Linked DNA regions of Triticum aestivum: region 1 is linked to region 2. The links are chromatin contacts, called in public HiCAR-type maps. All regions are on one chromosome and are shown on one strand. Each heading gives the region's core, a stretch centred on a gene start, on an enhancer-like site or on the middle of the called end of the contact. The rest is flanking DNA. Distances are from core to core; before and after follow the strand shown.

What was found. HiCAR-type assays count read pairs that join an accessible place to other places.
Region 1: a HiCAR-type map of leaf shows a contact between it and region 2, with 4 times the contacts expected there. The contact joins two enhancer-like sites. A contact is called at or near these places in 1 of 5 Hi-C or Micro-C datasets (leaf) and 1 of 1 datasets of contacts at active chromatin or transcription factors (leaf).

The regions. Positions count from the first base shown.
Region 1 is chr3D:499,613,723-499,618,823 of IWGSC CS RefSeq v2.1, forward strand. No RefSeq gene overlaps it. Among protein-coding and RNA genes, the nearest start is that of LOC123079982, 70 kb to the left of the region's middle. Within about 2 kb of position 3,654, at least 2 of the 8 cell types and tissues checked have an H3K27ac peak or open chromatin away from gene starts, as enhancers often do. A contact at or near this core is called in leaf, where this site is marked.
Region 2 is chr3D:499,555,826-499,560,875 of IWGSC CS RefSeq v2.1, forward strand. No RefSeq gene overlaps it. Among protein-coding and RNA genes, the nearest start is that of LOC123079982, 12 kb to the left of the region's middle. Within about 2 kb of position 1,341, at least 1 of the 8 cell types and tissues checked has an H3K27ac peak or open chromatin away from gene starts, as enhancers often do. A contact at or near this core is called in leaf, where this site is marked.

The DNA of each region.
Region 1 (5,101 bases), core at 2,404-4,903, 60 kb after region 2:
AAGTGGATGAGGATCCAAAACAGTAGACTTTTAGCAAGCAAAGATGCAAGCAAATACAAGGCACATGCATGATAACACAAGGATAGCAAGCAAGCAAAAAGGCATACGGAAAGACGAACGGAAAGAGTGCGAAGAAAGGGGCAAATCTTTTCGAAAATCGTTTTAGAAGTGGGGGAGAGGAAAACGAGAGGCGAATGGCGAATAATGTAATGCAAGAGATGAGAGTTTATGATGGGTACTTGGTATGTCTTGACTTAGCATAGATCTCCCCGGCAACGGCGCCAGAAATTCTTCCTGCTACTTCTTGAGCTTGCTTTGGTTTTTCCCTTGAAGAGGAAAGGGTGATGCAGCAAAGTAGAGATAAGTATTTCCCTCAGTTTGAGAACCAAGGTATCAATCCAGTAGGAGACAATGCACAAATCACCGAATAACTGCACAAACAATCAAACAACTTGCACCCAACGCGATAAAGGGGTTGTCAATCCCTTCACGGTTACTTGAAAAAGTGAGATTTGATAGAGATAGATAAACGATAAAGTAAATACTTTTGGTATTTTTGGTTGATATATCAGAAAGTAAAAGATTTCAAAATAGTAGATCGGAAACTTATATGATGGAAAATAGACCCGGGGCCCATAGGTTTCACAAGAGGCTTCTCTCAAGATAGAAAATAATACGATGGGTGAACAAATTACTGCCGAGCAATTGATAGAAAAGTGCAAAGTTATGACGATATCTAAGGCAATGATCATGAATATAGGCATCACATCTGTGTCAAGTAGACCGAAATGATTCTGCATCTACTACTATTACTCCACACATCGCCCGCTATCCAACATGCATCTAGAGTATTAAGTTCATAAAGAACAGAGTAATGCATTAAGTAAGATGACATGATGTAGAGGAATTAACTCAAGCAATATGACGAAAACCCTATCTTTTTATCCTCGATGGCAACAATACAGTACGTGCCTTGCTGCCCCTACTGTCACTGGGAAAGGACAACACAAGATTGAACCCAAAGCTAAGCACTTCTCCCCTTGCAAGAAAAACCAATCTAGTTGGCCAAACCAAACCGATAGTTCGAAGAGAATTATAAAGATATCAAATCATCCATAAAAGAATTCAGAGAAGATTCAAATAATATTCATAGATAAGCTGATCATAAATCCACAATTCATCGGATCTCGGCAAACACACCGCAAAAAAGTATTACATTGAATAGATCTCCAAGAACATCGAGGATAACATGGTATTGAGAATCAAGGAGAGAGAAAAAGCCATTTAGCTACTAGCTATGGACCCGTAGGTCTGTGGTAAACTACTCACGCTTCATCAGAAGGGCAACATAGTTGATGTAGAAGCCCTCCATGATCGAATCCCCCTCCGGCAGGGTGCTGGAAAAGGTCCCTAGATGGGATCTCACGGGTACAGAAGGTTGCGGCAGTGGAAAAGTGTTTTCGTGGATGCCTCTGGTGGTTTGGGGATATTTGGGAATATATAGATGAAAGAATTAGGTCAGGAGGGTCATAGGGGGCCCACAAGGGTGGGGGCGCGCCCTCCGTCCTTGTGGCCGCCTCGTGGCTCCTTCGAATTCATCTCCAAGTCTCCCTGTTGTTTTCTGGTCCAAGAAAAATCATCGCGAAGTTTTCATTCCGTTAGGACTGTGTGGGATGTACATACGAACGGAAACGTTTTCCCTGGATTGACTGTGTGGGATGTACATAAGAACGAAAACGTATTCCTTGGATTGACTGTGTGTGATATACATACGAACGGAAATATTTTTCTCGGATTCACCGTGTGGGATGTACATACGAACGGAAACGATTGGGTTTCGATGCCTTGCCCGATCGCACACAAACTCATTTTACCCCATCCTGTGTGCCAGGAGGGCCTATCTCCGACGGTTTCTGGGTCGTGTGGGAAGGACCCCCCTATCGCCCACACCCACTTGGCGACGGTTCCAAATGCCGCCGCGGAAAGGGGTTAAAAACCGTGTGTATAGCACCTCCCTGTACCAGTGGTATGTTGTCTCTCCTCTAGTGGTGTTATGTGAACGTCGACTACATGACACTTCACCATTGTTTGGGCCTAGGGAAGGCATTGGGAAGTAATAAGTAGATGATGAGTTGCTAGAGTGACAGAAGCTTAAACCCTAGTTTATGTGTTGCTTCGTAAGGGGTTGATTTGGATCCATATGTTTCATGCTATGGTTAGATTTATCTTAATTCTTCTTTCGTAGTTGCGGATGCTTGCAAGAGGGGTTAATCATAAGTGGGAGGCTTGTCCAAGTCAGGACAGCACCCAAGCACCGGTCCACCCATATATCAAATTATCAAAGTAACGAACGCGAATCATATGAGCATGATGAAAACTAGCTTGACAGTAATTCCCATGTGTCCTCGGGAGCGATTTGCTTTATATAAGAGTTCGTCCAGGCTTGTCCTTTGCTACAAAAAGGATTGGGCCACCTTGCTGCACCTTAGTTACTTTTGTTACTTGCTACCCGTCACGAATTCTCTTATCACACAACTATCTGTTACCAATAATTTCAGTGCTTGCAGAGAATACCTTGCTGAAAAACACTTGTCATTTCCTTCTGCTCCTCGTTGGGTTTGACACTCTTACTTATCGAAAGGACTACGATAGATCCCCTATACTTGTGGGTCATCATGGGCGAAGAAAACTCATGTGTGAATAAGCCTGGCAACGGGAAGAATCATATCATAAAGCGGTGGTGCAAGGAGCCAAGGATGGATTCCTGGCTTGTCTCAGGCTGGCCTTATGGGTTTGAATGATGCACTTATGAATATGCAAACTGCAAGTTTGGTGACGTGAAGCGAACGATTAAGAAGGTTCGAAGAGAGTTTGAACATGAATGGGCGAACTTGTTTGTACAGTGGGATCTCTAGGCGTGAATGAGAGTTCTCACAATAGCGTTCCCGTTGAAAAAAATTCAATGCAATTGATTGATGAATTGGTTTGCTTCGCTGGGCTTAAGCTATCATGCCGTGTAGATGGATGGCATCTCCCTATTCCAACATCCCCGGATATGATTAATGCATGGAAGCTAAGGAATTTGGTCATTCTTCAGCCCAAGATGCAAGGATTTGGACTCCATCCGAACATGGCAGTTGGACTCTTATAATAGGCTTGGCTTTGGAAAACAGGCTTATCTTGGGCAAAAAAATGCCTGCAATTTAATAGAATGCATTGAAGGGCGGTTCTAGAAAAGAGCAAAATAAGATTGTTTCGGTAAGATGGAGGTCCAGAGGCGGCAAGGAGCTTTACTCGCGACCGCTAGGAGTTGTTGAGGGAAGGCGATGCTGATTTTTCCCCAAGGGTTAGCCTATAATTTCATTTTTCTAAGAAAATTCTTATAAAAGCCACTTTTATTTAATATACGAACTTTGGGCCTTTTCCGGGAAAAGAAAAGATCCCATGAGATGAACAGTCCCACGCGATCTACCTTAATCATCCACATGCCCCCCGCCGTTTTCCGGTACGTGCGCACGTTGCTGCAACGCGACAAGCCAGTCAAACGCTTCCCCATTTTCTTAAACGCTTGGTTGCGTGTGGCTCCGATCTGCCGTTTTGACATACTGCACTAATCTTCTTGAGGTACTGCCACGAACAACGACACGCTGTCCTTTTCCGATCAAGTAAAGTAAACCAGCAACGTTGTTCCTTGTTCGGATCGCGACCGGGCTATGGACAGACGTATCGCACCAATCATTCGATGCGATTCACACACACTTGGCGAACTGACGAACGGGCCCTGCTGCACCATGGTCCACTCGTTCACCCAGGACAAACAAAACACCTGAAGGCGGACTCTCCACTACGGTTGGCTGTTGAACGCTACACTGCATGCAGCACAGTGGCTTGCTGGATGGATTTCCGGTCAGTGGCCTTGAATGGCTACTGACTGGTGATAGCAGGATCGCGGCCGAGCATCACAGCCCAGATCCGGCCTCCATTTCGACCAGCAAGATCAGGTGCATGTGTATGTGGATAGAGCTGGGTGTGGGGCACTTCTATTCCAGGCGAATACAATCGGACAACAGGCTGTCTTGACGCTGAAATCAGACGCAGCTATTCCCACAAAAAAGGAAAAGAAATAGACAGAACTAGTTTTTTCTTTTCTTTTCTCAGGATTTTTTCCTTCCTGATAAGTTTTCTGAGGTGTTCTTGGACGGTTTACAAGCAGGGTTGGGGATGAGGATTGGCCAGCGCCTTGTGCCAGGCAAAAAGAAATAAAATGATTGATTGGCCAGCACCAGTATGGAGGAACAGATGCGCATCTACTCTACCTGCACCTCCCTGTCCAGGCCCTGCCTGGAACTTGTGTTTTGGTTACATGTACCCAGAAACACACACCCATGGTCCAAAGATTGTGTGGTTGTGTCACACCCCTGTGCTGTTTTTTTTCTGGGCAGAACTTGTATTAGGCACTGAGAGCAACTTCAACGTGCCGACCCGTTTTGTCTGCACGTATCCGTTTGGGTCAAAACGGACACAAGAGTCGGCCTAATGCGCCGACCCAAACGGACGCACGTCCGCTTTTTATCCGCCCCGTCGACCCATTCCCGGCCCAAATTTAGGTCTCATTTGCATCGGGGCGGAAACGAAACGGACGCGTGCGACGCCCGCCTACTCCTCCTCTGGCCTGCTAGTCGGTGGCACAGCCACCACCCTTTGCCCCCACATCCAAAAAACTCCCAGCCGCTTGACAAGGACGACGCGCCAACCCTCGACGCCGCCGCCGGCCTCGCCTCCCCCGCCTCCTTCGGCCTCACCCCCCCTTCTTCTTCGGCCCCACCTCTGCCAAAGCCAAGCCCTGCGCACCCCGCAAGACTACGGTGCCGCCCAAGAAGAAGCAGTTGACGCCGGAGGAGCGGGTCGTGCAGTCGGCCAAGAGGAAGGGCCGGATGCACGCTCAGGACGCGAAGCTCGAAGCCGTGGCCGCCGCCGTAGAGCAGGAGGAAACCAATGCCCGAGCCGCCACGACAACGAGGGAGGCCATGCTGTACCTAGGGCTAAACCCTGACCATCATCGGCTCGTCAGCGCCGCCGTGGCCACTCCCATTCTCTCCGG
Region 2 (5,050 bases), core at 91-2,590:
GAAAAAAAAAAGAGCTACAGTAGAACAAATAATCAAGGTGACTTGGAACAATTACGAACAGGGTACCAAACAACTACAAATAATGAAATAATAGTACTCCGGTGCTTCCATCTTAAAAAAACCCGTCTATGGGTTGTCTGTACCGGTTTTCCGTAAAATTTATTTTTGCGAAAAAAACTTTCGATCTATTCATCAACTATCAAGGTAGTACAAAAAACGTCAGAGGTAAAAATTACATCCAGCTTCATAGACTACCAGGCAAAAAGCTATCCAAGATAGTAAGTACTCGGCGGTATACTCCTGTAGCTCCTTGATTCCTTACGCAAGTTAGAGCCTTAGCGACGACTACAAGCACTAGAGCGAGCCGAAGGCGCGCCGCTGTCATCGCCTCTCCATCAAAGGAGCGGGGCAAAACCTGTTGTAGTAGACAGTGGGGAAGTTATCGTGCTAAGGCCCCAGAGGACCAACGCACCAAAACAGTAACCGCCGCCGATGAAGAGAATCGTAGATCGGAAGGATCCAACTTGTTGACACACCAACATAGACGAACGAAGATTGGATCCATCAAAGACAAACGCCGACTGAATCCGCGAGATCCGCCGGAGATAAACCTCCACATGCCCTCCGTTGACGCTAGAAGCATCATCGAAACGGGGGCTAGGCGGGGAGAAACTTATTCCATCTTCACAGAGTCGCCGCCGCCTCCTCTTCCTAAGCACGACATAAACCATACCAAAACTAAAAAAAACTCTAAAAACGAAATCCTCCTGCCAGTAAGGACCGGCATTCACCGTGCCTCCATGGCCCCGAGGCCACGAGAGATGAGGCAGCCCGGCGGCTGCACAACAGGAGGCAACGAAAACCCTAATATCGCGTGCCTCACAGGAGTAGCGAAGGGGTACGCGCGACTGGACAACTCGCTACTTCTTAATTAATTGATGAGGCAAATCTTTTGGCTTCTTTTGAAAAAGAGAAACTTCGGTGCTGCCATTGATTGACCCCCAGTTTGGAGATTGCGCAGGAACAACTACGAACAGGGTGCCAAGCGAGTAAACAACACAGGCACACGGATCTCTGCGCCGCACCGATTGGCCGGCCCGTCCTGCTCCACTTCCAGGCGTGGGAAAGAAGCTGGGCACATAGGAGGAATGGAGGATCAGGATATGCTGCTCTCGTTAGTCGCTACCAAATACCATCTGCGCCCTGCCAAACGGATATTCTCATGTCATATTCTCATCCTCGCAATCATCGAAGCCGCCATCTCCCACACCCAGTCCACTGACCCGGCCCATCGTCACGTCACTCTGGCACGACAACAAACGAGGCCGGCTGGCTGGACTGGACTGTCTGCAATCAAGCAGAGACACGGCGTTTTCTTCTCTGAACAAGCGTAGCGCCACCCGCAGCCGTTTCAGACTTGACCAGCCGCCCGGTAAACATCATCGGTCGCACTCGCACGTCACGACGCAGATCCGCAGACCCGCATTTTCAGTTCTTATGTTGACGTGTCGATCCGCCCGGGCCCGTGTGGTGTATGAGGGCAAGGACCCGAAATCGTCCGCCTCTGTTCATTTGGGTCGGAACAGATAGACGGCACGGTCCAACACGCGACCGCATCCACATAATTCATCTGTGTGGCGTCCGGCCCGCTCCATTTTCGGTGCAAACCCGCGCCCGGTTTACGGCCGCGCGGACGTTGAATGGACGCGCACGCGCCGCCTCAGGCCCGCTTGGCAGCCGGCCACCTAAATCTAACGGGCCACATTGACTACGCACGGGCGGGAGGCCCCACCTAGCATCCACCTCGGCCGAGTGGTCGCTGTCTTTTTTAATGGGGAAGCCGTGGACCGGTGGGAGTCCACATTTCCACTCCCGGCGACGCGTCCCTCCTCGAGCCCCGACATCCAAACCCTAGACCGCCGGTCACCATGGGATGTCATTGGATCCCTGGCCGCAAGGGCAAGCACGACCGCGAGGCCGGGTCCTCCTTCGGCCATCGCTGCCGCTCTACTCCTTCACCTCCACCTCCACCTCCACCACCCGCCTTCCACATCGCGCCATCGGCGACCGGATCTCGCTCGCGGCCGTATGTCAAGGTGGAGTTATGCAGGCGTTATTGGGAGACGCGCACGTCGCTGCCGTGGACGGATGTGCACCTCCCCAATAACTGGCACCTCTCCGCGGATCGGATGCCCATTCCCACGATCCCGGTGAGCCGCCGGGCCCGTCGGGAGGAGATCAACCGACGTCGGGCCTGCCTGCCGCCGGACCTCATCGACGATTGGAGGTACGCCGTCGACTCCCTCCTGTAAGATACTTGGCTCCGCGACAAGCACACCATACGTCGGCAATCTTTCTTTGTCGGTCGTGCTCCGAGCCCACCGTGGCCGTGATCTGAGCGCCGTGCGCGCGCTCCCAGGCGCCCCAGCCGTGTGTTATGGACCTCGATCTAGGGTTGCAGGTGCGAGGGAAGGAAGGGGGAAAGGGGATCGGGTTAGAAGGAGGACGAAGAGCAGCTTCGTTCCTGGTTCACAGATTACAATAATACTTGATACCCTTTTCTGCTCGCTCGCCTCTACTTATCTCCTCACGGCCGCAGGCCACACACACACCCTCTCCTAGATGCTGGGTCCCCCGCGTCAGGCAGTTACGCGCCTTCCTTGGCCATCAAGGCTTCACCTTCTCGCCCCTTGTCCGTCTCGTCTTCACTGGCCGATGGGGCCCTCTGGTCAGCCGTGACATCTCCCCCTTCTTGCGTTTCGCCTTGTCCCCAAGGCGGAGAGGTAGGAAAGCGCCGTTGCAGTTGTTGTGGCTCTTCCCAGGTGGCCATGCATGGAGGCAGACCGCTCCACTTGATGCATAGGCGTAGGGCTGACTCGCCTCCGACGCGAACCATCTTGCTCTCCAGCACCGTTTCTGGTATGTGTTCCGCCTGCAAGACAGAGTGATCAGGTGGTAAAGCAGGACTCACTGGCACCACGGCCCCTTGAGCTTTCTTTAGCTGCGATACGTGGACGACTGGATGAATCTTGCTTGTAAGTGGGAGGTCCAACTTGTATGCCACCGCGCCAATCCGCGCCACCACTCTGTAGGGGCCAAAGTAGCGAAATGCGAGTTTCTGGTGTGGCCTTTGCGCGACTGATGACTGAATGAAGGGTTGTAGCTTGAGCAGTACCACGTCGCCCACAGCAAACTCGCGATCCATGCGATGCTTGTCTGCCTGTCGTTTCATCCGGTCCTGAGCTTGCTTCAGTTGTTGCTGTAACAGGTCGATCATAATCTCCCGTTCATGCAACCAGGCAGCCAAGTTCGGCACTGTGCACTCATCGACTTGGGTAACTCCAAACTCCCTTGGTAGATGGCCATACACTACTTCAAACGGAGTCCTCCCCAGGGCTGAATGGAAAGACGTATTGTACCAGTACTCGGCAAGCGGTAGCCACTTCGACCAATTTGCAGGACATGAGTGCACCGCGCACTTGAGATAAGCCTCGAGACATTGGTTCACGCGCTCCGTCTGGCCGTCCGTCTGTGGGTGGTATGCAGAACTGAGTCGGATCTCGGTACGGCATAGTTTGAACAGTTCCTTTCACACCTTACTTGTGAACACTTTGTCGCGGTCGGAGATAAGAGCTAGTGGCAGGCCATGTAAGTGAAAGATCTCCTTCATGAACAGCTTCGCAACTTGGAGGGCCGTGAATGGATGCACCAAGGGAATGAAATGGGCATACTTTGAGAATTTATCCACAGTCACCAAAACTGTATCAAAGCCTCCTGACCTGGGCAATCATTCGATGAAGTCCAGAGACACCACTGCCCAAGGTTTCTTTGGGATCGGCAGGGGCTGGAGTAGTCCGGCCGGCGAGATCCTTTCCGTTTTGGCCTGCTGACAGACCATACAATTGCGAACAAAGTTTTTTACTTGCTCTTTCATCCCGTGCCAAGCAAAGAGCCTCTTGATCCTCTTGTAGGTGGCGTGGAAGCCAGAGTGGCCTCCTGCTGCGCTTGCGTGTAGCGTCTGGATGAGGTGTTGCTGAATTTCGGTGTCACTACCGATCCACACGCGCCCTTTGTATCGAACGATCCCTTCCTGCATGGTGAAGTCCGGCTCGCTCTTGGGATCCAAGGCCAGCTTGGTCAGACGTTGTCGTGCCGCTGTATCCTGTTGGTAACTGTTCTTGATCGCCTCGAGCCAAACCGGCTTGCACACGGAAATAGCAGCAAGCTCCTCCTGATCAGGGTGCGCTCGCCGTGAGAGTGCGTCCGCGGCGCGGTTAGTCAAGCCACCCTTGTACTAGATAGTGTATTGCAGTCCCATCAACTTTGTAAAAGCTCGCTGCTGGATGGGTGTGTTGAGTCTTTGGTCTGTCAAATGGATAAGGCTTTTCTGATCCGTGCGGACGATGAACTCAACATGTTGCAAGTAGGGACGCCAGTGGTTGATGGCTAGCAGCAGTGCCAGACATTCCTTTTCATATGCTGAAAGGCCAAGATTCCTAGGAGCCAACGCTTTGCTTAGATAAGCCACCGGTTGGTTGTCTTGCATCAGTACCGCTCCGATTCTTGTGGCACTTGCGTCTGTTTCCACCACAATCTGGCGACGAAAGTCAGGGAGTGCTAGCACCGGAGCTGCACTCAGGGCTTTTTTCAAGGCAGAGAAGGCGGCGTCTGCTGTAGGTGTCCATACAAACAGTGTATTCTTCTTCAACAAGTTGGTGAGTGGTTTGCTGATCACTCCAAAGGAACGGACAAACTTTCTGTAATAGTCAGCGAGGCCCAAGAATCCCCTCAATTCTTTGGTATTGGTTGGCACTGGCCATTCTTGCACCGCTTGCACTTTCTTGTTGTCGGTGGCCACTCCTTCTTCGCTGATGATGTGACCCAAATAGCTGATCTTATGTTGGCCAAAGGTGCACTTGGTTCTTTTTGCTTTCAGACCGTATTGGTTCAGCAACTGTAATACTTGAGTGAGCAACTGCTTGTGGGTGTCCAGGTCCTCAGAATGGATCAGGATATCATCCATGAACACAAGGACCCCTTTGCGGTGAAC